Regions from separate parts of the Mus musculus genome. Here all the other regions are linked to region 2. Evidence: chromatin contacts called from public HiCAR-type, HiChIP or PLAC-seq, Micro-C and promoter capture Hi-C data. All regions are on one chromosome and are shown on one strand. Each heading gives the region's core, a stretch centred on a gene start, on an enhancer-like site or on the middle of the called end of the contact. The rest is flanking DNA. Distances are from core to core; before and after follow the strand shown. Region 1 holds the start of Arih2 (ariadne RBR E3 ubiquitin protein ligase 2). Region 2 holds the start of Rbm5 (RNA binding motif protein 5). Region 3 holds the start of Rbm15b (RNA binding motif protein 15B). Region 4 holds the start of Prkar2a (protein kinase, cAMP dependent regulatory, type II alpha). Region 5 overlaps Dcaf1 (DDB1 and CUL4 associated factor 1). Region 6 holds the start of Dcaf1 (DDB1 and CUL4 associated factor 1). Region 7 holds the start of P4htm (prolyl 4-hydroxylase, transmembrane (endoplasmic reticulum)).

The links. Promoter capture Hi-C pulls out the DNA fragments that hold promoters and counts their contacts. Hi-C and Micro-C count contacts between places; a contact is called where the count stands out from the background. HiCAR-type assays count read pairs that join an accessible place to other places. HiChIP or PLAC-seq counts read pairs in DNA pulled down with a chosen protein or histone mark.
Region 1: a contact with region 2 is called in an H3K27ac HiChIP or PLAC-seq map of microglia, with 7 times the contacts expected there. The contact joins the promoter of Arih2 here to the promoter of Rbm5 in region 2. A contact is called at or near these places in 3 of 115 datasets of contacts at active chromatin or transcription factors (astrocytes, memory CD8 T cells and microglia) and 2 of 9 other capture datasets (adipose tissue and liver).
Region 3: a contact with region 2 is called in a HiCAR-type map of astrocytes, with 4 times the contacts expected there. The contact joins the promoter of Rbm15b here to the promoter of Rbm5 in region 2. A contact is called at or near these places in 1 of 39 promoter capture datasets (pre-B cells) and 2 of 115 datasets of contacts at active chromatin or transcription factors (astrocytes and large pre-B cells).
Region 4: a promoter capture Hi-C map of liver shows a contact between it and region 2, with 3 times the contacts expected there. The contact joins the promoter of Prkar2a here to the promoter of Rbm5 in region 2. A contact is called at or near these places in 1 of 39 promoter capture datasets (liver) and 1 of 9 other capture datasets (adipose tissue).
Region 5: a Micro-C map of embryonic stem cells shows a contact between it and region 2, with 6 times the contacts expected there. The contact joins the enhancer-like site here to the promoter of Rbm5 in region 2. A contact is called at or near these places in 2 of 39 promoter capture datasets (cranial neural crest and hippocampal neurons), 18 of 484 Hi-C or Micro-C datasets (the G1E-ER4 cell line, cardiomyocytes, cerebellum and 6 more), 2 of 115 datasets of contacts at active chromatin or transcription factors (astrocytes and embryonic stem cells) and 2 of 9 other capture datasets (embryonic stem cells and pancreatic islet).
Region 6: a HiCAR-type map of astrocytes shows a contact between it and region 2, with 2.2 times the contacts expected there. The contact joins the promoter of Dcaf1 here to the promoter of Rbm5 in region 2. A contact is called at or near these places in 2 of 484 Hi-C or Micro-C datasets (cardiomyocytes and pre-megakaryocyte-erythroid progenitors), 3 of 115 datasets of contacts at active chromatin or transcription factors (astrocytes, embryonic stem cells and memory CD8 T cells) and 2 of 9 other capture datasets (adipose tissue and pancreatic islet).
Region 7: a contact with region 2 is called in an H3K27ac HiChIP or PLAC-seq map of large pre-B cells, with 7 times the contacts expected there. The contact joins the promoter of P4htm here to the promoter of Rbm5 in region 2. A contact is called at or near these places in 1 of 39 promoter capture datasets (cranial neural crest) and 1 of 115 datasets of contacts at active chromatin or transcription factors (large pre-B cells).

The regions. Positions count from the first base shown.
Region 1 is chr9:108,647,563-108,651,261 of GRCm38.p6, reverse strand. It overlaps Arih2 (ariadne RBR E3 ubiquitin protein ligase 2), which reads left to right and starts at 1,854. Exons shown (of 16, transcript NM_011790.5): 1 at 1,854-2,033.
Region 2 is chr9:107,769,347-107,772,790 of GRCm38.p6, reverse strand. It overlaps Rbm5 (RNA binding motif protein 5), which reads left to right and starts at 1,789. Exons shown (of 25, transcript NM_148930.3): 1 at 1,789-1,906; 2 at 3,165-3,230. The coding sequence starts at 3,214.
Region 3 is chr9:106,885,247-106,889,137 of GRCm38.p6, reverse strand. Rbm15b (RNA binding motif protein 15B) reads left to right here and starts at 2,063. Exons shown (of 1, transcript NM_175402.5): 1 at 2,063-3,891. The coding sequence starts at 2,171. Manf (mesencephalic astrocyte-derived neurotrophic factor) reads left to right here. Exons shown (of 4, transcript NM_029103.4): 4 at 1-385. The coding sequence ends at 97.
Region 4 is chr9:108,689,758-108,693,597 of GRCm38.p6, reverse strand. It overlaps Prkar2a (protein kinase, cAMP dependent regulatory, type II alpha), which reads right to left and starts at 1,455. Exons shown (of 11, transcript NM_008924.3): 1 at 886-1,455. The coding sequence starts at 1,141.
Region 5 is chr9:106,841,112-106,844,878 of GRCm38.p6, reverse strand. Dcaf1 (DDB1 and CUL4 associated factor 1) reads right to left here. Exons shown (of 24, transcript NM_001373930.1): 9 at 585-743. Among named protein-coding and RNA genes, the nearest start is that of Dcaf1, 21 kb to the right of the region's middle. Within about 2 kb of position 1,883, at least 1 of the 459 cell types and tissues checked has an H3K27ac peak or open chromatin away from gene starts, as enhancers often do. A contact at or near this core is called in embryonic stem cells, where this site is marked.
Region 6 is chr9:106,820,536-106,823,979 of GRCm38.p6, reverse strand. It overlaps Dcaf1 (DDB1 and CUL4 associated factor 1), which reads right to left and starts at 2,056. Exons shown (of 24, transcript NM_001373930.1): 1 at 1,889-2,056.
Region 7 is chr9:108,595,466-108,598,910 of GRCm38.p6, reverse strand. P4htm (prolyl 4-hydroxylase, transmembrane (endoplasmic reticulum)) reads left to right here and starts at 1,299. Exons shown (of 9, transcript NM_028944.4): 1 at 1,299-1,703; 2 at 1,931-2,012. The coding sequence starts at 1,347.

The DNA.
Region 1 (3,699 bases), core at 605-3,104, 880 kb before region 2:
GGCACAGTTTTTTTGTTTTGTTTTTTTGTTTTTTGTTTTTTGAGACAGGGTTTCTCTGTATAGCCCTGGATGTCCTAGAACTCACTCTGTAGACCAGGCTGGCCTCAAACTCAGAAATCTGCCTGCCTCTGTCTCCCAAGTGCTGGGATTAAAGGCGTGTGTCACCACTGCCCAGCTACTTTTTTTGTTGTTGTTAAAGATAATTACTGATCATGTACCTCTGGCTGCCTTGTTGGGCAGCCTGGCACTTAGTATGTAGACCAGGTTGGCCTGGAACTTACTTTCTTTTTTTTTTTTTTTTTTTTTCTCTGTGCAGTCCTGGCTGTCCTGGAACTCATTCTGTAGACCAGGCTGGCCTTGAACTCAGAAATCCACCTGCCTCTGCCTCCCGAGGCCTGGAACTTTCAATGATTCCCCTAGCCTTTGCACCCCAAGTGCTATTCTTGTTCTAGCGACTTTCAACATTTGATTACCCCTGATTTTGATTCATGACCCAAATTTGTAGATATTTTAAGTAGATTGTGTGGCTGCACACATGTGAGTTTGTAAGTTTTAGGTCTGTACAGAGCTTCAGGTTATCCAGGGATATATAGTGAGAACTTTTCTCAAAAAAGAAAAAAAAATTTTTTTTTTAATTTTCTGTTTACAAGTATGTGTGTGCCGGAAGAGGTTCAAAGAGGGCTTCGGATCCCCTGGACATTATCAATAGTGGGCAAGGACCTCAGGTTTCTGGAGAGAACAGCAAGAGCTCTTAATGGCCCAGCCAACTCCCAAGTCTCTTCAGTTATATTTTTTCCAAGAATTACATAAAAGAGGCTATTACACGGTCTTTTTTCTTTCTGCCTCACTTTTCCGGGTGTCTTGAATACCAATACATACACTCCAGAAAAGGTAGAACTAGGTTATCTACAGATTTGCACGAACATTGATTTACCTCACAGTGCCTCTGGCTTCACTCCAGTAATTAACATCTCGATGGAGTTGCTACTTGAGCGAGCCTCCTATCAGTCCACAACAAGGCTTGGTGACCAGAACTTGGTGACTGGAGTCCTAATGCAGTCTATATCGTGGGTAGAAGTTGTGCAGCGAAACACTTACGATGTATGAATCTCTGGGTCTGGTAATCTAGCAAGGCAAACCAGCCTTGGCTATATAGTGAGTTGCTTCTAAATATAACCACACCAAACAAAAAATACCCGTCGTGAAGGTGAGTGGAAGTCGGAGAAGTGGGTGGCTAGGGGGATAGTGTCATGAGAAACTAAAGTCTGATTGCTCATGGGCCAGAACTTCCTCCTAACGTACGTAGAAATTCCGAGTATGGCTCATGTCAAACCATAGTTGCCCGGAAACTATGATCTTTTTAACCTACTCCAGTGTTGCCAGAATGTCTTCTCACGCTGTTCGTCAGAGTATAAACAGTGAAGTGGGTAGACGTCTGGTCAGGGGAAAAAAAAAAAAAAAAAGCTAAAAATACCTCATCTAAGGGTCTGATGGCTCAGTGGGTAAAAAGCGCTTACTGCCACGCCTGACAAGTGTTTGATCCTCGAAACCCACATGGTGGAAGGAGAAAAACTGCTCCCGGAAAATTGTCCTCTGACCTCTTCTGCACGCGAGCCGTGCGACACACACAAAATACACGCAAGAAAACCTAAAACTAACTATCGAATAAAGACACTGGTAGGCTATAACGCAGGAAACAAATTCCTACATCATTCCTTCAAAAGCGAACGCTCAGTAGTTCCTCCCAGGGGCTCTCGCTAGAGGATGGTGAGGAAGCGATTCCAACCGACTACGCAGTCGTCAGAAGCCTGGGAGCCTCCAGGGCGACCGCAGGTCGACCCCTACCGGAAGTGACGCGCGGCGCAGAACACTTCCGGAGCTGCGGGGGACGGCTCTGCCGGAGGAAGCTGCGCGGGCCTGAGCCGCGTCCGCCGGCTGCCTCCGCTGCCGCTACGCCTCCGTCAGCCTGGTTTGGTCTGGCTTGACCTGGTCCGGCCGGCCTGGGCTCTGCGGCCGCGAGGTCGCGGCTCCCGGTAAGTGCGCGGCGGGAGTCGAGGCCTTGTTTACTCTTGACTGGCCGCCGGGAGGGGGGGGATCCCCGCGCGTTTCGCCGGCGCGGTCCGGGCTCCGCCTTCGCCGCCGCTTGCGAGGCCGGGCCGTCCCAGGTCCCGACGTTCCCCGCCGACTGATAGGCACTCCCGGAGGCGACAGCCCGCGCCGGCGGGTGCCTGGCGTCTCTCCTGGGTTCCTCTTCCTCGTTGGCTCTTTAGCTCCCCGAGAGGTCGGAGGCCAGGGCCTCTGGCCCGCGAGGCTCGGGTGCGCTCGGGCCTGCCCTTCTGGGCGCTCCAGGCGAACGCACCGCCTCGGAGGCTCCCCGTTTCTCTGGTGGTTGGGAGCTTTGGCAGCGCCAGCCGCACTGTTTGTTAACGCCCGTCCTGGGAAAGGGCCTCCCCGCGCGTGGGTTCCGTGTCCGCGCGAAGACCGGGGCGCCTCGCAGAGACGTGCGACCGGTCACGCCCGACGCCACTGGTCTAGCCTCAAGAGAGGCGGTGGTGTTCTCGGACGAGCTCGCCTTAGTTCTTCTGTTTGTTACTCTGTCTCGTAGAACTTTCTGTCGGCGACGAACACGTTCTAGACCTTTGCTGTTCAGTATGGTAGCCATTAAGCCACACACGGCTTTCGTGTTGACATGTATGTAGTTAGTATATCTGAGAAACTACATTTGACTTTTTAAAAGTAAACTAACTTTCAATAACTCCATGTAATCGGCGGCTACCTGCCATTATTAGGACAGATGCGGTGTCGAGTTGGTTGTTTTTAGACAGTGTCTACATAGTCATGGCTGTCAAGGAACTCACTGTGTAGACTGGGCCGAACTCGAACTCACCTGCTTCTGCCTCTCAAGTGCTGGCATTGAAGGCTTGCACTACCACGCCCGGGATGCTGCTGAGTTTTTAAACAAGTTGCTGATTCATATTTTTCAGCCAAGAAGTTTTCTTCGAAATGTAGTTAATAAATGACTACTGAGGGCCAAGTGTTACAACTGGAGTTAAACATCTGTGCGACTAGCCAATTTTTTTGTGTTCCTGTCAACTTCAAACTAAAAGGTCTTTATCCTTTTGTATGTGGCCATGTCTTGGAAACCAGCTCAAAATGAGTGGCAGGTTTTTTTGAAGATGACTTTAACTCTTGGAAAAAGTACTAATTTTGTACCATTTCTCTCTGAGATAGTCATATTTAACATCTTGAATACTTTGACATTAAGAAAATAACACATTGGCCCTTTGAACAAAGTCAGGATTCAGTTTTCTTGCGTGCTTTATTTTGAGACAGTGTCTCCCACTTTTTTTTTTTTTTTTTTTGAGACAGGGTTTCTCTGTATAGCCCTGGCTGTCCTGGAACTCACTCTGTAGACCAGGCTGGCCTCAAACTCAGAAATTCACCTGCCTCTGCCTCCCAAGTGCTGGGATTAAAGGCGTGCGCCACCACGCCCAGCCAGTGTCTCCCACTTTTGATCCTCCTGCTGACACTCCTAAGTTGGGGATCCCAGAATGTGCCACTAAGCTCAGCAAGGCCAGCCTTCCTTCAGGAATCTCTTAACAGAGCCTAATGGTGTCACTCACCTTTAGTCTGGCCATTTAGGAAGCTGTGCTCTTGTGAGTTTGAGGACAGACATCATCATAGTGAGACCTTGTATCA
Region 2 (3,444 bases), core at 540-3,039:
TGGGATTAAAGGCGTGCGCCACTGCGCCCGGCTTACTATTTTTATTTGTCTCTGCGTGTAGTTTAGGTGCATTTAGGGCCAGAAGACGGCATGGGATCCCTGGAGGTGGTATTATATAGGCTTGTGTGCTACCTGATACGAGTGCTGGGAACCAAATTTGGATTCCCTGATAGAGCAGCAAGCACTCCATCTCCAGCTTTTAAGTTTTTAAAATGAAAGACTTAAGATTATTTTATTAAAACTTTGTTCAATAATATATTTGCTTTTTTGTGTTGCTTAAATTAGAACAATTTCCATTGTCTTTGGTACATCGACTACCAGATAGCCTAGGATATATAGTCCATCTACTCACAAAAACAATTCTACTCAACAGACAGACACAATTGAGAGGATGCCATTCATCCCTGGATGGAATCTGTCTAGGGATAGGGGAGTAGCTTTTGAGTTTAAAATTGAATTGGCAGCATGGTGGCTCACCTTTAATCCCAGCAACCAGTGAGTGAGTTCTTTATATCACCCTGGCTTTCCTGGAACTCACCTTTTTAGACCAGGCTGGCCTTGAACTCAGAGATCCAATTACCTCTGGGATTATAGGCATGGATCACCACACCCTGCTATAAGTGGTTTCTATGATCTGCAGACAAATGTATATTTTCTGCGGTTAAGTGTGTTATATATACTCAACCATAATTGGGCATATCTTAACATTTACATAATTGTATACTGAGAATACATAGATACAAAAGAAAGATGTTGAGTATGTGTTCCTTCAGCTGTGTTATCAGGCATTTCTAGCCAGTTTCAGTCACCCTAATTCCTGCACACCGTTATTCTTATCAGACTTGTAATCCCAGAAGGAGGTGAAAACTGGAGGGTCAGAAACAGTCCCACACTAAGGAGATGGATCTTGGTCAGTCTACATTGTGAATTCCAGGCTAACCAGAACTATAGAGACCCTTTCTAAAGAAAACAAAAGGGAGGGAAGGGAAGAAAAATTAAAAAAAAAAATGAGGGAAATCTGCTCCCTAATAACTACATATGCAGAGGACAAGTTATGGCAACTGGATGACAATATCTCCACAAAAAGCAGAGAGAGGGGGGGGGGGAACCTCTAGGGTTTTGTCTGTTTTGTTGGATTTTTTTTTTTAATGTGTAGTTGGGTGATGATTTGGTTTGAATTTGGGCTGCTTTGCATTTACTTATTGTTGGTGTATTTGAACACACATCCATGTTTGCCACATCAGAAGACTACTCTCATGCGTGGTTCTCTTTCCATCCTGTGAATTGCAGGGATGGAACTCAGGGTTTTAGGCTTGGCAGTAAGCCTTACCTGATGAGGCTATCTCACAGGCTTGGTTTTATTGTTGTTTTGTTTGCTTGTGGCAGGGTCTTACAACAAAATATCCCTATTGTTCTGGAGTTCATATTCTAGTGCTGGCATGGCTTCTGAAAACAAGCTAGTTCAGTTTCCAGTTTACCGAATTATTAGCTCTGTATGTTTGTAAAACGACTAGGGAAGTAATCCGTAGTATGCCTTCTCTACGAACTGGATTATACGTTTTACAGTGTGTCAAGCGCTGGTAAAGTTCACATCCGGGTTCTCAGAAGCTGAATGGCAGCTTTGTCATGGAGCAGATGAAATACGCAAAAAAATTAACGCAGGGTATAGTGACAGGCTGCCTGGGCGACCACACTTCCCGGCAGCCCTCGCGCAGACCGGCACCCTCGCTGATTGGACGCCTCTGGAGAGGCGGGTAGGATGGGAGGTGGGGGAAGGTCGACGCGCGAGGGACTGTGGGTAGGAGAAGACGGTCGGTGGAGACGCCATTTTGTGGAGCGGCCGAACCTTGTAGGAGGTTCTGGGGCGCAGAGCCGCTACTGCTCCTGCTTTGTTCCCTCTGTGGGGGTGAGTGCGGCTGCCGTCCATTACACCCCAGTGATTTTGCAATTGGTGCTGTCCCTTAAGTCTGCCTGTCAGCCGCCAGAGGTGACCGCTCAGCCGAGTCTTTGAAGAGACTAAACTAAGCAAGCGCTTGAGGGCCGCGCCCCTCCTCGCCTCTGGCTCTGCTGGCTTTCATAGGTTGCCCCCTAGCCCGGTCCTCGACCCGCCTCTTTGGAGTTGTTTGTCTCTTGCTGGGACGTTGTCCCGAATCCCCTGTCGTGCGGAGCTGTGGAGCGCCTGGCAGTCTCTTAAGCCATCATCGCCCTGAGTCTCCAACTGAATCTCGCTGTGCGAAAGGTGGTTGGGAATGGGTGTGGGGAGGGATGGATGGAAGATAAGAAAGATGGACTGAATGCCGGATTCAGTTGCGCCGCCATCTCGGCTGCGATACCCCGCGGAGGTGGGCATGGGCAACCTCCCTGGGAGGTGGGTGCGGGCATCTCGGGCGAAAACAAGGGACAGCCGTAGCCGTTCGACCCCGGAACTTGACCCACTAGATGTCTCTTATTTTTTAAGTCAACGAATGTTTGTTAAGTGCTTGCTTTAAAAGACCAGATTCTAGAAATGGCAGTAACTATAGTTTCTGGGACATCACAGGCATCATAGCTGTGTGATGTTTTATTACGGCCAATCGGCCGGGGAAAGGCTGTGGGTCACTCGGTGGCCTGTTGTCGATCAGGGCTGGTCCAAGACATAGGTGTTATTGATACACAGATATTAAGCCGAGTCAAGGTTTGGTCTTGTCTTACTGAAATAAATTGAGATCAGGCGATGTGTTATATATGTAAATTTCAATCAGATCAGCATTCCAGCTTCTAAGTTTTTGTCAGAAAAATTTGAGATCGTGTTACAATTTTAGTGTTGAATTTTATATTAACGAAGACAGTTGGATGAATGCTTTAATCATTGTCCATCTCAATAAATAGCGTTGCTTTGGTTATGAAAATCAGGAGCTTTTTGCTTTGTAATTGTAGTGGGAGTGTCCAAGGTGTCTAAAGCCTTCACCCTTCTTGAGTTTCTTATTGAATATATGATCTTAATATGTTAAAGTGACCTTCATCTTCCTGCTTCTTAACACAATTATGACTTAGTGTTGACAGCCTCCTTTTCCTTCCTCTTTTTAGTCATTGTTAAGTATTAGCCACAGTTTCTATCCCAGTTTGTAGGGTTCTTGAATTAAGTGATCTCTGAAATTTGCAATTTTTCTCTTTCCCACCCCTAGGGGAAAATTTAAGCCTTTTGAAGCAGTGTGCTAGCTCTTCCGTGAGACGATGGGTTCAGACAAAAGGTGAGTTTCAATACATGACATGCCTTTGATCTCAACAGCTTAGTTGGGACTGAAATATTTGTTTAAAATTGTTTATTCAGCCCTGTGTGGTGATGGCAGCTTACAGGTTTTAATCCCCGCAGAGACAGGCAAATCTCACTGAGTTCAAGGCCAGCCAGGGCTACATAGAGAAGGCCTGTCTCAAAAAAGGAAAAACAAAAACAAAACAAAGCAA
Region 3 (3,891 bases), core at 814-3,313, 880 kb after region 2:
CAAAGGCTGTGCAGAAAAGTCTGACTATATCCGGAAGATAAATGAACTGATGCCTAAATACGCCCCCAAGGCAGCCAGCGCACGGACTGATCTGTAGTCTGCCCAATTCCTGCTGCACCTGAAGGGGAAAAAGCAGTTTATCTGTCTCTTCCCCAAATAACCATTTTGTAATTTATTTTTTAAGCGGGCTCCTGACAATGAGATGTGAACCTAGAGCTTTCCTAGTGATGCTGGCTCTGCAGTTCCCTCTTGCCCATCCCCGAGTGGGGACAATTTCCCCATCCCCAAGTGGGGACAATTTACTTCCTTCTTTGCTGGTTTACTCTAGGACTTCAAAGTTTGTCTGGGATTTTTTTATTAAAAAAAATTGTCTTTGGAGAGTTGAGCTGGCACAGTATTCTGTCCTATAGATTACTGGTTTATCTTTCCAGTCTGAAAAGATCCCTCAGCCTGCCAGTGCTGAGGGCCTGAAACTCCCATAACAGGACTTAAGAGCTTGGGCAGCCAATGTCTTGTGGGTTTGGGCTTCTGGGTGTCTGATACTTCAGCCTGGTGAGGTTAGACTTGACCCCTGACCCCCACCCCCATCCAGTCCAGTAGCAGGGGCTGAAGGTTCTTGAGCTGCTGTTAAGTCTAAAGGACATTTACATTTGGCTCAGCCTATGCAGAAGGAGAACTGTGAGCTGAGTACAGGTGGTCAGACCATAGCGTATCTTTACCCCGCCTGGTACTTAAACTATTCATTCATCGGGGTTCCAGTCTAGCATCAGAACAAGGACCCTTGCTTACCTATATTTTTGGCAAAGTTGGCAGGAATCGGTTTACAAAGAAGCAGTGTGAGCTGGTTGTAGTGGAAGGCCTGAGGGAGTTGTGTGCACTGTGGTTTTCAGTTGCTCCCTTTGCTGGCACTTGTGAACTGTGCCTCAGTGGGGAAACTTTGCTCCTGCTGCCTCCAGAGATAATGAGAAAGGAGCAACTGCTAAGAAGTTATGTTTTCCAAAAGGCTCGTCTTAGCTATCTTCTTGTGTGGTCCCCAAATTCACTTTGCATTCGCAGGGCCTTACATGAAGCCCTCTGCTGTTTCTTCCAAGTTCCTCCTGCACTTTCTCCTCCTGCTGGTTGCTTTCTGCTTATGGGAGGAGGGAAGAGCTGGGTGCGTTCTTCGACATCCTACAGATGCATCAATGATCCAGCAACCGTCTGTGGAGAGCATAAGCCCTAGGGGCCTTTGAGTACTCTTGCCGGTACTTCACCTCATCTCCTGGATGTGGTCAGAACACTGGCCAGCAGTCTGTCAACTTGGCAAGAAGTGATAATGGCATTACCTGCTCTTTACCCTTGGCTCAGCAGCCCCACCTTCCCAGCCTCCTGTCCGCCCAGACACCTACAGCAGAAATTTGGACCCAGTGGCACCAAGATGCCTGTCTGTAGGTTGCAAACGCATTCTAGTTTCTGTACCTGGACCCCGGGGAGGTCTCACCTGTGTCTATCAGGACAGTGCCTGAAGAATTCGAATGCATAAGATGCCTGGATGTGGGTCCTAGGCAGGGTGTAGGCATCCTTGTGTGTCTATTTTCAAGGGGGCCAACTCTGGTCCTAATCAGAAAACTCCATGGAAGGAAATAGAGTTTCTTCAATCTAGTGGCAGGTTGGAGTGGGACGCGCAACACTTGGCTTCGGGCCAAGCGGCCACACCTGCTCCGGTGGGCGTGGCCCCGAGGCGGAAAAAGATAGGCGGACCCGGAGTAGCAAGCAAGCCCTGGAGCACAAAGCGAAAGCGCAGCCGCGGCCTGCCGAGCTCGAGAGGGAATCTGCGCGCGACCCAGGAGCCGGGTGCCTGGGCTCCGGCAGCCACGCGGCGGCGCCAAAGCTCGCAAGACAGGCCGCTTCCTCTGGTTGCCAAGATGTCACGTGGTGCGGGGCCACGGAGCTCCGTGATAGGCAGCGAGCGAAACTCTCGGCCCGCCCACCGCGGTCACGTGTCGCGGCCGGCGCAGCTTGATAACGCAGCGCCGGGCCCCTCGGCGCCGCTCCCGCCCCGCCCCGCCGCCGCCGCCGCGCCGAGTCCTTTTGTCCAAGATGGCGGCGCCGGGGGCGCTGCCTCCTGGGCCGCCGCCGCCGCCGCTCTGAGGGACCCGCGGGCCGCCCGCCCGCCCGCCGAACCGGCGCGATGAAGCGGCAGAGCGAGCGAGACTCCAGCCCGAGCGGGCGTGGCTCGTCATCGTCCGCCAAGCGGCCGCGGGAGCGCGAACGAGAGGCAGAGGCGGGCGGGCGGCGGGCAGCGCACAAGGCCTCCGGCGGTACCAAGCACCCGGTCCCGGCGCGGGCTCGCGACAAGCCCCGCGGCAGCGGCGGAGGCGGCGGGCATCGCGACGGGCGCGCTGCCGGGGATGCGAATCACCGGGCGAGCGGCGGGCGCTCCTCGGGCGCGCCCGGAGGCGGGGGACGCACCGGCAAGGCCTCCGGGGACCCGGGTGCTGGCGGCGCGTCGCCCCGCGCATCTCCACTCCCGCCGCCCCCGCCGCCCCCCGGGGCGGAACCCGCGGGTCCGGGCTCCACCGCGGCTCCGGAGTACAAGACGCTCCTCATCAGCAGCCTGAGCCCCGCGCTGCCGGCCGAGCACTTGGAGGACCGGCTCTTCCACCAGTTCAAGCGGTTCGGGGAGATCAGCCTGCGCCTGTCACACACCCCGGAGCTGGGCCGCGTGGCCTACGTGAACTTCCGGCACCCACAGGACGCGCGGGAGGCTCGCCAGCACGCCTTGGCCCGGCAGCTGCTGCTCTACGATCGCCCGCTCAAGGTGGAGCCGGTGTACCTGCGCGGCGGCGGGAGCAGCCGGCGCAGTAGCAGCAGCAGCGCCGCCGCCTCCACGCCGCCCCCCGGGCCTCCCGCGCCCGCCGACCCCCTGGGCTATCTGCCCCTGCACGGTGGCTACCAGTACAAGCAGCGCTCGCTGTCTCCGGTAGCCGCCCCGCCCCTGCGGGAGCCCCGCGCGCGGCACGCCGCCGCAGCCTTCGCCCTGGATGCTGCTGCCGCGGCGGCCGTGGGACTGTCTCGAGAGCGAGCCCTGGACTATTACGGGCTGTACGACGACCGCGGCCGCCCGTACGGCTACCAGGCCGTGTGCGAGGAGGACCTGATGCCGGAGGATGATCAGAGAGCCACTCGAAACCTCTTCATCGGCAACCTGGACCACAGTGTTTCTGAGGTGGAGCTTCGACGGGCCTTCGAGAAGTACGGCATCATCGAGGAGGTGGTCATCAAGAGGCCTGCCCGCGGCCAGGGTGGTGCCTATGCCTTCCTCAAGTTTCAGAATCTGGACATGGCACACAGGGCGAAGGTGGCTATGTCTGGCCGGGTGATTGGCAGAAACCCCATAAAGATAGGCTACGGCAAGGCTAACCCCACCACCCGCCTCTGGGTGGGTGGTCTCGGACCTAACACCTCGCTGGCGGCCCTGGCCAGGGAATTCGATCGCTTCGGGAGCATTCGGACCATCGATCACGTCAAAGGAGACAGCTTTGCCTACATCCAGTACGAGAGCCTGGACGCAGCCCAGGCTGCCTGTGCTAAAATGAGGGGCTTCCCCTTGGGTGGTCCAGATCGCAGGCTCCGGGTGGATTTTGCCAAAGCCGAGGAGACTCGCTATCCCCAGCAGTACCAGCCCTCACCTCTCCCTGTGCACTATGAGCTGCTCACTGACGGATATACCCGGCATCGGAACTTGGATGCTGACCTTAGGGTGCGGGATAGGACCCCTCCACACCTTCTGTATTCAGACCGAGACCGGACCTTTTTGGAAGGGGACTGGACCAGCCTCAGTAAAAGTTCAGACCGCAGAAACAGCCTGGAGGGCTATAGCCGCTCAGTTCGCAGCCGGAGTGGTGAGCG
Region 4 (3,840 bases), core at 206-2,705, 920 kb before region 2:
GCAATCAACACTGGAATCGAGGTATTGATTATGCTCGCCAGTTTGATTCAATTGTTTTAACCATATCGAAACTTGGAGGAGGAGGAGGAGGAAGAGAAGGAGGAACGCATAATTAACTGGACACGAATAAAATGGCATAACTGAAATTTCCTTTACATACTTGAGCAAAGGGAGAGAGGAAATATATATATAGGTAAAACAATAGTGAAAATATTGATAACTGTTGAATGTGAGCGGCAGGCAGTATTGGGGGAGGAGGTTCAGCTACTGAATGTGAGTGACAGCATTTAGGGAGGGGCTCAGCTCATCGTTCCTCTTATGTGTATGCTTATAAGGTTTTCATTGAGGCAGAGGTAGATAGTTGACCCCAAGTTCGAGGTCAGCTTGAACTACCTACTGAGTTCCTGCTTAATCAAGGCGATCGGCCTCGTCTCCAACAGTTTTCAGCAATAACTCTTCCAAAACGGAATTCTTTGCAAATGAAATGATCATCCGGTTTATTCGGGGCGAGCTGCCGGGTGCTGGTGCTCTTGTCTTCGGAAAGCAAGCAGGCTATGGGGTCTAAGGCAAAGAGGCAGAGCAGCTTCTGGCGGGACCGACTCAAGCTCCGCGCCACCACGCGGACCAAAGAACGCGCACGCTTCATTCAAGGCAGAATCTGACAAATCACTCTCCGTGAACGCTCGGGCTCAGAGAACCGCGGAGCTCAATTTGGAATGCTCACACGCCGGGGAACCCAAGCAGCTGGGCTGGAGAGCTCTCGGGTCTCGGCCCAGGGTAAGGCCGGGAGCCGAGCCCAGGGCACCCCTGGTCGGCCCTCGGGTCCCTCCCTGAACCCTTCACTCGGTGCCCACATCGCACCTCGGCCTTGCCCCGCCCGCCTACCTTCCAGATCGGCATCTTCCGAGTCCGAGTCACTCTCCCCGTCCTCCTCGATGACGGGGACTGCGCTGGACTCCTGCGTGTGAAAGGTCGTCGGGGAGACGATGAACGTGTCTGATTCCTGGCGGCGGGCCTCGCGCAGGCGTGTGAAGTACTCCACCGCGAAGTCGACGAGGTCGGGCGGCTGCTGCCGAAGCACCTCCACGGTGTAGCCCTGCAGCAGCTCCGTGAGCCCCGCGGGGATCTGGATGTGGCTCATGCCTGCGACGTCCGAGGGGCCCGGCGGGTCCGGGCGGCCGGCGGCTGCAACCTGCGCGCTCCCTCACGCCGGCCTGTCACTCCGCGCCCGCGGTCTCCCGCGCGGCCCGTCTCGGCCTTCCTCGCGTCGCGCCTTATTCTGGCCGGGTCTGAGTTTGTTGTGCGGGCCGCGCGACCCTTCCGCTAGCAAGCCAGCCTGGCGCCGCTGCTGTTGTCACCCGGCCGCAGCCGCCGCCGCTGCCGCCGCCGCGCCGCCGCCGCCGCGGGGACCGCCGGGCAGGCAAGCTGGACGGGCGCGGCAGGCGCCCGGGTTGTGACGCACGCGGCCGCGGGCGTGCGCGTCCCCGGCCAGGAGCTGGCCCAGAGTGCGCGTGCGCCGCTGAGCCTCCCGCTCTCGGAGCAGCCCATGGTCAAGGTGCGGGAGGCCCCGGAGATGAGGAAAGAGTGGCCCGGCTGCGAGGCGGGCTGGTTAGTGCGTCTCGCCTGGTCACAAAAACCTTTCACTCATGCTTTCGGAGCATGCTGCGAGCCTCTTAAAGGAGTGCCAGGGTCACTGAAGTGACACAGGACCACCTCACCTTGACCCCTGCTCTAGTGGAGGGCCAGAGGGCTTACTCTAGGGAACGACATTAATGCTAAGCCTAAAGTACTGAGCAGGTTTGCCCAGAGAACGATCTGGAGGAAAGTCCTGTACAACAGGAACAAAGACCTAGTCAAGTCAGAAGAACCACCTTGACTGACAGGTAGAACGATGCGTGCCTGACTGCCTGAGGTCCTAAGGAGTCTAATATGACGTCGTGAGATGTCAAAGGGGGAAGGCTTTGTAGGAAGTAAAAGTTTCAGTGAGATAGTCACTTGTGAGCCTCAAGCAGAGAAATAACCCTGAAAGAGCTCGCTCAGCCGATTGTGGGCAGTAAGAAAGCAGAATAATGCCAGGAGCTGGACAGACCTCGGGGCTTGTTCCTCCTTTTGGACACTTCCATCTTGGTCTTCAGGCCTAGACTTAGAGTCCTCCTTCCTCCCCACTCAACCCTGGGCCACACTACTTGGTGAAGTTGAGCAGACCACAGACCGTGTTGTCTTTTGCCTTTGGGAAGAGGGCAGAGGTGAACTAGAGAGGCACCTGCTGTTCCTCAACTTGTTTCCTCCTGTCACCAAACTTGAACAAAAGAAGTTACAGACCTTTCTGGAATATCCAGCCTAGGTGCTGGCCAAAGAGCCAGCGAGAATACTGTTCTCCCTCTCCCTGCCGGAACCAGCCAGCAACTCGTGAGCTTGGGAACCTGAAGGGTATTGGGATTGTTAAGCACCACCTGGTAATTAACCAGTATTAATTAAGATCTCCACTAGCACCGCCCATAAAGGCCTGGCACAAACCCAAAACCTCAGGCTGCTGGGAACTGAGCTGTGTATGGTGACAGGGGAACACCTTACTGAGGTACTCAATGTAGGGGCCAGTCCAGGCTGTAAGCTAGGTAGACCTGAGACTACAAACAGCTATGTGTCCCTGAATGTATGTTGAGTGGCGGCGAAGCAGTATCCAGCATGCTGGCTGGAGGCACTGACAGCATACTTGTGAAGACTGAATGAATGAATGAATGAATGAAGAAGGAACAAATGATACATTTCAGCAACAAAAGAAGCAGAAACTGCTCTCCTGACTTCAGTCTCATAATATGTATCATTTCTTTCAAAGCTGCTACATAATTCAAGTCTAGCCTGGGTTACATGAAACTATCTCAAATCAAAAACAAAAAAGCAAAGCAACACAGTGGAGATGGGTCTTCTCTTGAGCAGACTGGCTCTTTTTGGGGGGGTATGGGAGGAGGGGAGAGGTTGTTGGTTTGGTTTTTCAAAACAGGATTTCTCTGTGTAGTCCTGGCTGTTCTGGAACTCACTTTTTAGAGCAGGTTGACCTTGAACTCAGAGATCTGTCTCCTGAGTGCTGGGATTAGATGTGCACCACCACGGCCCAGTCTAGCCAACTCTTAAAAGTTTTCCAGGATTCAAATCTTGCCATTACAATCCAAAAAACCTAGATGTGACCCCCCCCACCACTGCACCATATTACCAAGGGAATTGCCTCTCTGCAAGCAACCCTACAGCCAAGCTTGTGGAAAGGTAAATTCACAACTCCAAGTTCCAGTCTTCCCACATTATCATGTCTTACATGTTTTAAATGGGGCACAGGCAAATGAAGAGTTAGGACTCTGACCTCAATTACAAAATAGAGAAGAGAAAGGTTGTTGACAGAGTTGGGTGTGGACAGGGTCTCCCGGTACACTGAAACCCTATTGGCCTCTGTCAGAAACAGTCTGGTTTTCCTGACCTGTTAAACAGATTCAGCACAGCCTAACCATCCATCTGTCCAACAGACAGCATTCAGAGGGCACCCTAACCTAGTATAGTAACACATCATTTGTAGATCCCATTACTCAGGAGAATGAGGCAGGAAAAAAAATCACTCTTGCACACAGGAATTTAAGACAAACCTAGGCAACACAGAGGAATCTCTATCTTAAATTAAAAAAAAAAAAAAAAAAAGCAGGCTAGAGCTGGAGATGTTCTTTCAGTGGTAAGAACAGTTGTTCTCATGAAGATCTGGGTTGGACTCCCAGAACCCACATACTGTCACAAACTATCCAGTTCCAGGGGAACTACAAAGGATACAGACCTCAACAGATGCAGTGAAGATACATT
Region 5 (3,767 bases), core at 634-3,133, 930 kb after region 2:
ACACAAGACACACATAAAAAGTTATATATTGTACAAAATGTGATACAGAAATGATAAGCCCTCTCCAAGAGAGACCCAGGAGCCATCACTTTTCAAATGTACAACCCACTCACTTTTTAAAAAGATGTTACAAACATGGCAGACTTAATGAAAAAAAAAAAAAAAAGACTCAAACTAACAATGAGAACATGTAGAATTAGTTTATAACCCATGGCAAATTATTTAACATATACAAAGCATCACCTGTTTTTAAAATTAATTGACTTTAAGATATAATACAGCTCTACTGAGAGACAAATGAAAAGTGCCTGGCTACTAATCGTATTGCCACAAAAATCACAGAAAGCAAATATAGCTTGTGGAACATCTGTCCTGCAGTTTCTCAGTAGTCAGAAATTTTTCTAAACAATTGTACATTTTAGAATGCTTTATGAAGACTATACATTCACACGACTCATGTTTTTCATAAGAATTTCATCTTTTCAACTATTCATTTTATCCAAACATTGTTTTGTGAATGTGCTGTTTTAAAGAGATGGTCCCCATCAAATCCCATCCTCTTCACCTGAATGGACTAGACTTACTCTTTCCATAGCATCCTGATTGTAGGACAGGTAATACAAGCACATGGACACACCAGTTGCAGCCATAGAAGGACGAGGAATTTCCAGTAATTTCTGTACTCCACCATGTGCAACAAATTCTGTGGCAAATTTGTTATGAAGCAGGAGAGATGCTAGGTGCTAAACAATAAGGACACATGTTATAGTGGAATAATCAAAAACATCACAAATTTCTTAACATAATATTAAGCTGCTATAAAGAGCCATGTGAGTAGAGAACCAGGGTCTCACAAAAGAAAAGCTAGAGTGACTGAGCATGGTGGCGCACGCCTTTAATCCCCGCACTTGGGAGGCAGAGGCAGGTGGATTTCTGAGTTCGAGGCCAGTCTGGTCTACAGAGTGAGTTCCAGGACGGCCAGGACTACACAGAGAAACCCTGTCTTGAAAAAAAAAAAAAAAGAAAAGAAAAGCTAGAGTGAAGGGAAAATAAATAGGAAAAGGGGATGTAAGTGAAAGAAAAAGAAAGGCTAAAATTCTACAACATCCATCTTTCCTTCCTAATACAAAAAGTATTCATGTTTCAAAGACCTGTCAGGGTAAGGAGGAAGGATAGGAATAGAACCCAGGGCCTTGCTAAACATGACGCATACAAACGAGCTACACCCTCAGCAAACCAAAGGTTTTTATGCGGGTAGAAAACAAGAAATGGGGGCTGGAGAGATTGCTCAGCGGTTAAGAGCACTGACTGCTCTTCTGAAGGTCCCAAGTTCAAATCCCAGCAACCACACGGTGGCTCACAACCATCCGTAATGAGATCTGATGCTTCTTTTGTGGTGTCTGAAGTCAGTTACAGTGTATTTACAAATATATAATAAATAAATAAATCTTTAAAAAAAGAAAAGAAAACAAGGAATGGGGCCGCCTGTAGTATTCTTATTACTGCCCACCATTGTAGGGTATGCAGTAAAATAATAAACCTGGTTTGGGGTTTTTTTCTGTTTTTGTTTCTTTAAGTTTCTACTCTTTCTTTTGCACATGTGAAGAGATGAAAAGTCCCAGCTATATAATCCTGCTACCATGGAGCTACCTATTGCCATGCCTTCCTTGCCTTGCCTTGCCCTGCCTTCCCTATGTGAAGGACTATATTTTATTCCTTCAAACTGTAAGCAAAATAAACTCTTCTGTTGTGAATTTGGTCTAACGATTGTATTATGTTAGTTGGGTTCCCAAAATTGCACGAGAATCTGCATGTAAGACGCTGAGGGTCCCTACCTCCAGTTGGTTCTGATTGGTAAATAAAGTTGCTGGCAGCCAATGGCTAGGCAGGGAACAGAGGCGGGACTTTAGGATTTGAAGACAAGGGAACCAAGAGAGGAAGGAGGAATTAGAACCGCCATGATAGGAGAGAAGAGCAAGCCTGAAAAGTATAGGACAGAGACAGCCAACATGTAAGAGTTGGGGATCATGGCCCAGGAGGGCTGTAGGCCTGGGTCCGGGGCAGTCAGGATAGAATATAGGTTTTAGTAAGTAATAATTCAGGAATAGAGAAAAGGAAAGCATGCTAGCTGCATGGAGGTTTAGAGTGGCCCAGCCATCAAGATGCTTAAGGTATAGTAAAATATAAGGCTGCATGTATGTGTCTTTCTTTTGGGAACCAAGAACAATGGGGCGGGCAGCAAGGAATGCTCACCGACACCACTGCTAGGTTGATGTGAATAGCATTAATTGCCTACTGCTACATCTTCCATTAAAAAAAAAAGTCAAACAAACAAAAGTAAACTACATGTAACAGTGCTGGCCTAGTTAGTAGACAGGAGAGCCATACTTCATGGCCAGTCTAGGGACTTTGTGTGACCCTGCCACAAAAATGAGAAAAGTTAAAAGAGCTGAAGAACACAAGTTCCTAGTAGAGTACTTGCAAAGCATTAAGGCCTAGGTTAATTCCCAGTACCCCACAGACACAAAGGGTGATAATCCTGGTTCTAAGCAATGGCACAATTTTACAATCATTTTATCAGTACATGACTTTTGCTAACCTTCCCAGTTTAATTAATCAGCTCAGTGTTCTAAACGAAGTTCAGTCACTGACTTTATAAAGTTCAAAATGGGGGCTGGTGAGATGGCTCGGTGGTTAAGAGCACTGACTGTTCTTCCGAAGGTCCTAAGTTCAAATCCCAGCAACCACATGGTGACTCACAACCATCCGTAATGAGATCTTACACCCTCTTCTGATGTGTCTGAAGACAGCTACAGTGTATTTACATATAATAAATAAATAAATCTTTAAAAAAAATAAAGTTCAAAATGTTTTCTTTTCAATATAGCCCCAAATAATAATAAAAAAAATTTTGGAACAAGGATTCATTATGTGTCCCAAGCTAGCCTCCACCACCCAGATGCTGGAATTAGACTCTCAAAGAACAACCTTAAGCAAAGTATCAAAGGGGTAGGATTGGGCTGGAGAGATGGCTCAGCAATTAAGAGCACTGACTGCTCTTCCAGAGGTCCTGAGTTCAATCCCCAGCAACCACATGGAGGCTCACAACCATCTGTAATGGGATCTGATGCCCTCTTCTGCTGTACTCACATACATGAAATAAATAGAAAAATCTTTGTCTGTTTTTAAAATAAAAAAGGGGGAGAATAGGATTTTGATGTATCAGAATGCCTTTCAAACTATTAAAACTTCAAATTTTTAGATGCTTCATTTACTTATCATGTGAGTGGCTGTGGTGTTATGTGTGGAGGTCAGAGTACAGGAATTGGTTCTCTCCCTTCACCATGTGGTTCCCAGAGATCAAACTCAAGTCATCAGGCTTGGTAACACATGCCTTAACCTCCCAGTCATCTTAATGGCTCTAGATACTGTTCTTGAACCCACTGTCCCTGCATCCCCAGAGCTGAGATTTTCAGAATAAGCCACCACACCCAGATAAATTTTTATTTCCTGCTCAATTCCTACAGCCCCTCAGAGTAGAATGTTCTGTGTAACTTTAAGGATGCCATATATAACAAAAGTGTGAGGATTCTTCCTATTTCTGAACACAGAGCCTCAAGAGAACTAGAGCTCCCCCTCCTATTTCCAGAAGAGACAATACAGATTTGCAATTACAGACTTGGAGGATTAAGGTCAACAGCACCATTAACAGGTATATACCCTCTTCAGACATTTTCAACACCTAGAACTGGACTGCCTTACATAAA
Region 6 (3,444 bases), core at 807-3,306, 950 kb after region 2:
ATTCTATATTACAGAATATGAATTCGTAAATGTTTAAAATATCAATTTATACACATGAAATTTCCTCACTCATAAGAATGTGTACAAAGTATTTAGAGGTGATGTACCTACCAGCTCAAATTCCATAAAATTAACACAAGAAGATACAGCAAGCAGTTAACAGTTGAAACTGAAAGATTATCACTTATTTTTAGTTTCCTACTTAAAAGTTTGAGGGGCTATGCTAGGCAGTGGTGGCCCATCCCTTTAATCCCAGCACTTGGGAGGCAGAGGCAGGTGGATTTCTGAGAAAAAAAAAAATAACAAATACACAACACTGTTAACAGTAAATACTATGCTCAAAAAAGTTCCTCAAATTACCTTAACAACCCAAAAAAATCCCAGTTCGAAATGGTTAATGAGTAACTGCTATATACAAACACAAATCTTAAGGTGGGGCAGTGCTGGTTTACACTTTTTTTTTTTTTGGTTTTTCAAGACAAGGTTTCTCTGTGTAGCCCTGGCTGTCCTGGAACTCACTCTGTAGACCAGGCTGGCTTTGAACTCAGAAATCCGCCTGCCTCTGCCTCCCAAGTGCTGGGATTAAAGGCATGCACCACCACCATCCGGCTGGTTTACACTTTTAATCCCAGTGCTCGGGGAAGCAGAAGCAGGCAGATCTGAGTTCGAGGCCAGGCTAGTCTAAACTGAGTTTCAAGGCAACCAAGGCTACACAGAGAAACCCTGTCTCAAAAAACAAAAACACAAATCTTGAGATCAGACTGAAATGTACATATGCTTATAAAAGCCTTGAAGGTAAATGCCAGTAAATCCAAGGAGAAAAAAAGCCTTCAAAAGCTTGCAATAGGAAGATAGTGCTACAATAAGTTAAAACGTGCATGCTACTTAAAAGTCTTTGCCTGAAAGTTAAAAAAAAAAAAAAAAAAAAAACAGCAAACCCGGCAGTGGTAACAGACGCCTTTAATTACAATACTAGAGGCAGAGATAAAAGGATATCTTAGTTCGAAGCCAGCCTAGACTACAATGAGCTCCGGGAAAAAAAAAAAAAAAAGAGCAACGTAAGATAAACAAAAAACGAGTCATTTGTTCCTCAAAAACTACTACTAGACACACCGCAAGAGTATTTCCTCATCAAATGTTAAAACCACAGCAGTAAGAGGAAACGGACCGACACTTTCTAGGAACAGAAGACAAAGTATGGCAAATGCCCTTGAAAGCCCAACAAACAACTAAAAGCCCTCGGAATAAGCGCTGGGGAAACCTGGCAGGCAACCTTAGGTCAGACTCTGGGCGTCTGGACACCCACATACCTCTCTCCCCGTCCCCTCGCTACTGCATTGTACAAGTGGGAGGGGTTCCCGCCGAGCTCCGCCCCCTCCCCGGTCGGAGAGCCGGGAGGGTGCAAGTGGGAGGTGGCACGGAGCCGACCGAGGGAAAAGCCCGCCCAGGTGACTGAGGCTGGAGGCGGGGACACCGTTCCTGAAGGGGTCCGCCGGGCGGCATGGGAAAGAAGATGCCCCTCGTCCCGTGAGGGACAGAGACTTGGAGTGGAAGAGAGAGATTCAAAGAGCACCTCCTTTAGGTAGAGGCGAGCATCCCCTGCCCTCCACACCCCGGCGGAAGAGTTACTCTAAAGAGGCTTCTTTACAGGACGGGAGGAAGGAGCCGGAGGCCCCGCCCCCGGGCCCGGGCCCGGGCTCGGAAGGAGAGCCTCGTCAGGCCCCGGGCCCAGCCGCCTCGGTGGGCTCGCCCAGCCCCTCGCCGCCCGCAGCCGAAGCAGGTGCCGCCCCTCCCCCCAGCGCGGCGCCCACTCTCCCGCCCAGCGGGCCGCGCGCTCGCTCTCCTCGTGCCCCTGCCAGAGAGCCGGCCCCTTCCTAACCCCGCTCACCTTCGCGAGCGGCTCCGCCGCTTCTCCCCCCGACCCCTCCAGCGGCCACGGTTCTCACACACTGCCTCTGGTCCCGCACTCACTCTCCCTCACTCACTCACACACACACATATACACACACACAGCGCGACCACGGCTCCTGAGCGGCCCACATATTATGCGTCACTCGCAGGCTACGTACTGGTCGCGCGCGCACTCAGCGCGCGCGGGTGTGTAACGTTGGCGCGAGGCTCCGGAGCGGGGAAGGGGGAGGAGCCGAGGGACATCAAAGCGCTCCTGGGAAATGAAGTTTCCGCGTTTAAGGGCGGGGGAGGGATGATGGCGCTAGACCTACCATTAAGCACCACCTCAGCGCATTGACTTCTGGGATTCGTAGTTTTCTTTAAGGCGGAAGTGAAAAGTAAAGGAAGGAATAGATCTTTCTAAAAGCCCGGGCTGCCCGAATTTACTTAATTCTACCCTGTGTCATCTAAGGGCTCAGTAGGACACTGCCACATCAGGCTCGGAAGGATGCCAGGGTCAAAGAATGCATTTCACACAAATGTATTCAGAAACAACTGTACTCGTTAGAAATTCGTCGGTTTTCCTTTGTCTTTCTGTTAAAAACATATTCGACAGGAATCAAAAAACATCAGTTACCATGTATTATATGTGAGGCAGAAAAATGAAAGCCCTTTGGTGAAAACAACTAATCACGGAGGCCATCTAATTCAATTTATCAATTTTAGAGTTAAGGAAAATGAAACCCACAGTAAATGACTTGCCTAACTTCACAAACCAAAGGGAAGCTGCATCGGAAGGATCTGGTTTTGACCCAGCGATTCTGTGTGATAACATGGAAGATTACGATAACTCCACAATTGAGCAGAATCTTGACAAAACCTACCCAGACGTCAGGATTCATGCAACTCACTATTGTTCTTGGCATTCTGAGCGAGTTCTGTGCGTTTCCATAGAGCGATTACAGCCAATACGTTCTTGTGGAAATTATAAGACACTGTGGACCTCTTGTCATGATCAGATTCTACGGCTGTTACTAAGCCTGTATCAGAAGAGTGGTAGTGGCAGTGGCGCATGCCTTTAATCCCAGCACTTGGGAAACAGAGGCAGGCGGATCTCTGAGTTCAAGACCAGCCTGGTCTACAGAGTGAGTTCCAGGACAGCCAGGGCTACAGAGATTTCCCTCTGGAAAAAAAAAAAAAAAAAGCAGGAAGAGGAAGGGGAAGAAGAAGAGACAAAGAAAGAAAAGAAAGAAAAGCAAGCAAGCAAGCAAGCAAGCAAGCAAGCAAGCAAGCAAGCAAGCAAGCAAGCAAGCAAGAAAGAAAGAAAGAAAGAAAGAAAGAAAGAAAGAAAGAAAGAAAGAAAGAAAGAGAAAAGCAGCAGCCAGTATCTTAGGGCTTAAATCCACTACCACCCTACCCCCACCCACCTGAGCACTTCGTTCCTTCCTCACTCAATTATGTGCTTGGAGTAACAGCTGCTTGAAATACAAATTCTAGAGGGTGAATAGCAGTGCTACAGGCATATAACTTGTAATCACGCTCTTGCTACAACAC
Region 7 (3,445 bases), core at 50-2,549, 830 kb before region 2:
ACTTGCAGGATTCCCTCAGTGGTCCAGTCTGACTGCCGAAGGACCTTCAAGAATATCTTGAATATCTTGGTGCATACCTAGTAACTCCAGCATTTTAAAATATATATATTCAGACACTCCAGAAGAGGGTATCAGATCTCATTACTGATGGTTGTGAGCCACCATGTGGTTGCTGGGATTTGAACTCAGGACCTTCGGAAGAGCAATCAGTACTCTTAACCACTGAGCCATCTCTCCAGCCCTAACTTCAGCATCTGAGAGGTGGAGGCAGGAGAATAAATTTATCCTCTGCTCCTTTCAAGTTTGATGAGCAAGCCTGAACTATATGAGACCCTGTCTGGGTTGGTTTTTGTTTTGGGGTGTTTTTTTTGTTTTTTTGTTTTTGGTTTTTTTTTTGGTTTGGTTTGGTTTTTTGTTTGTGTGTATTGTTTAAAAACAATTTAATAATAAGCCGGGTGTAGTGGTGCATGCCTTTAATCCCAGCACTCGGGAGGCAAGAGGCAGGGGGATTTCTGAGTTTGAGGCCAGCCTGGTCTACAAAGTGAGTTCCAGGACAGCCAGGGCTACATAGGGAAACCTTGTCTCGAAAAAACAAAACAAAACAAAACAAACAAACAAACAAAAAACAACAAGAAAAAAATTTTAATAAAAGCAAAAACGGAAGCTGGAGAGAGGCTCTTTAGCTAAGATCCATCTTGGAGAACACACCGGTTCTAGTCCCAGCACCAACATAGAGACTTAAAAACGTCTGTAAGTCTCTCCAGCTCCAACGCCCCTTCTGTCCTCATATACAGACATGCATGGAGTGCACATACCCATAAACAAACCACCCCATAGACATAAAATGTTTTAGTTAAATAAATCGAACTCGTGGGAACTGCTCTATAATCTCATCATCCAGTGTGCAGTCATTGGCCTCAGCATCCCACTATGTCGTATGTCCCATTTCTATCACTCTCTGACTCCCTTCTCCCAAGAGTGAGAAAATGCCCACTACACTTTCTGGGGCCGGGGGGGGGGGGGGGGGGCGTCTTCTCCCGGGAACCAAGAAACTACTAGTTGCAATGGTGTCTGTCCTAACGGTGCTCCGCTGATGTGCCTCCATGTTTGTGGATGGCCTTCTGCACTGGAGTATATACAGCTCCATAAACGACCAGCCGGGTGTGAGCGAGGTCCCAGGATCTCAGTATGGACCGATGGGTGCGGCTCCGTGTAGGCACAGCATCCCGGAGCACCGTCTCCTAGTGACCGCCGGGCGCGCTGACTCTGCCGTCCGGGTCCCAGCGACTGCGCAACGCGAGCACCCCCGCGGCCCCTCCCCTGGGCGCGCGCGCGACCTGGGCGCCATGGCGGCAGCGGTGGCGACCGTGCAGCGGCCTGAGGCTGAGACAGTCGAGGAGGCCTCAAATCTTCAGTGGCCGCTACCACCGGAGCATCGCCCTTCCGGGGCAGCGACCAGACCAGGCGATAGTGAAGACGCCCCGGTGCGGCCACTGTGCAAGCCGCGGGGCATCTGTTCCCGTGCCTACTTCTTGGTGCTGATGGTGTTCGTGCACCTGTACTTGGGCAACGTGCTGGCCCTGCTGCTCTTCGTGCACTACAGCAACGGAGACGAGAGCACAGACCCCGGACCCCAGCGCCGCGAGCAGAGCCCCCAGCCAGTGCCAACCTTGGGTCCCCTCACCCGGCTGGAGGGCATCAAGGTAAGAACATCCCCTCCTCTCCCGCCCCGAGCGGAGCTTCAAGCACTGCCAAGCCGAGCCAGAAGGAACCGTGGCTCAGCTCTGGGCCACCACGGTGCCCCACGCATCACTGTGTGCGGGTCACGCGCGCGCCTACTTACTTTGCTACTGTCGCTCCCTGACACGGGACTTTTTCTTGAGCAGTGCGGCCTGGCACACCAGCTGCCTGCTGTGTATTTTTCCTTTAGGTGGGATATGAGCGGAAAGTCCAGGTGGTCGCGGGCAGGGATCACTTCATCCGAACCCTCAGCCTCAAGCCGCTGCTTTTTGGTAAGTCTGCAGGACACTTCTGGGAAGGGCCGGGGAGGCTGCAGTGTCCACCCCAAGGCTTCTTTTGACCGTGTGTTTACTATTTTGAACATGGCTGCTTCGTAGATGCGCTCTCTGAATCCAGTTTACTAAAATAGAGCTTCCTTTTCCGTAACCGGACAGAGAGGTTCGTTTTCCACACTTCCCTCAGCGGACCCTTCCATCATAGGCTGGGCAGCACGACCCTGAGACAAATGTTCCAACTGTTTATTGAAGTTATCTTTGGGCAGTCTGTGCTACGAATCTATCACCTTCCAGATCAGGGCAGGGTGAGAGACTGATAACCAGGTGCCAGCTGACCCGGGGGCCTCTGGGGAGATCACATTCCCAAAGCTAATCCTGTGGTCTGATGAGAATCAGGCCGTCCATATTGGAATGAACTGACAACCCTCAAAGCCAGCGGCCCCCCCCCCCCCAGAGGGGCACCATTCAAAGGCCCAACTTCTTGCTTCCAGTATTCAAGATTCTTAGGACTCCTGTCTTTCACCCTTCATGGGCAGAGCCTATTAGGGTGACCCATTTTAGCCACATCACACACAGCTCCTGTTTTCTGAGTTCTTAGTAGATGATAGGCTTCAAACACCTAACCATGGTGTTGTGGAGACCCCCCCAAGTCCTCCAAAGACTATCAATGTCAACATGGGGAGGGCACTATGTCCACAGACCTTGCCTGGGTTAAATTTCTGCAACCCTAGCTGGGCAGTGGTGGCACCTGCCTTTAATCCCAGCACTTCGGAGGCAGAGGCGAGTAGATCTCTGAGTTCATGGCCAGCCTGATCTACAGAGCAAGTTTCAGGACAGCCAAGACTACACAGAGAAAAACCTGTATCAAAACAACAATGACAGCAAACAAACAAAACAAAACAAAAACAATCTATACATGGCCTTGGTGGTGTGAATCAGCAGACCCAGGGCTGCCTTTGGCTGCTAAGGAATGGAGTTTGTAGAGAGCATTAAGAGATCTCTGGATGGACCATGTAGAGACTGCCATATCCAGGGATCCACCCCATAATCAGCATCCAAACGCTGACACCATTGCATACACTAGCAAGATTTTATTGAAAGGACCCAGATGTAGCTGTCTCTTGTGAGACTATGCCGGGGCCTAGCAAACACAGAAGTGGATGCTCACAGTCAGCTAATGGATGGATCATAGGGTTCCCAATGGAGGAGCTAGAGAAAGTAGCCAAGGAGCTAAAGGGATCTGCAACCCTATAGGTGGAACAACATTATGAACTAACCAGTACCCCGGAGCTCTTGACTCTAGCTGCATATATATCAAAAGATGGCCTAGTCGGCCATCACTGGAAAGAGAGGCCCATTGGACTTGCAAACTTTATATGCCCCAGTACAGGGGAACACCAGGGCCAAAAAGGGGGAGTGGGTGGGCAGGG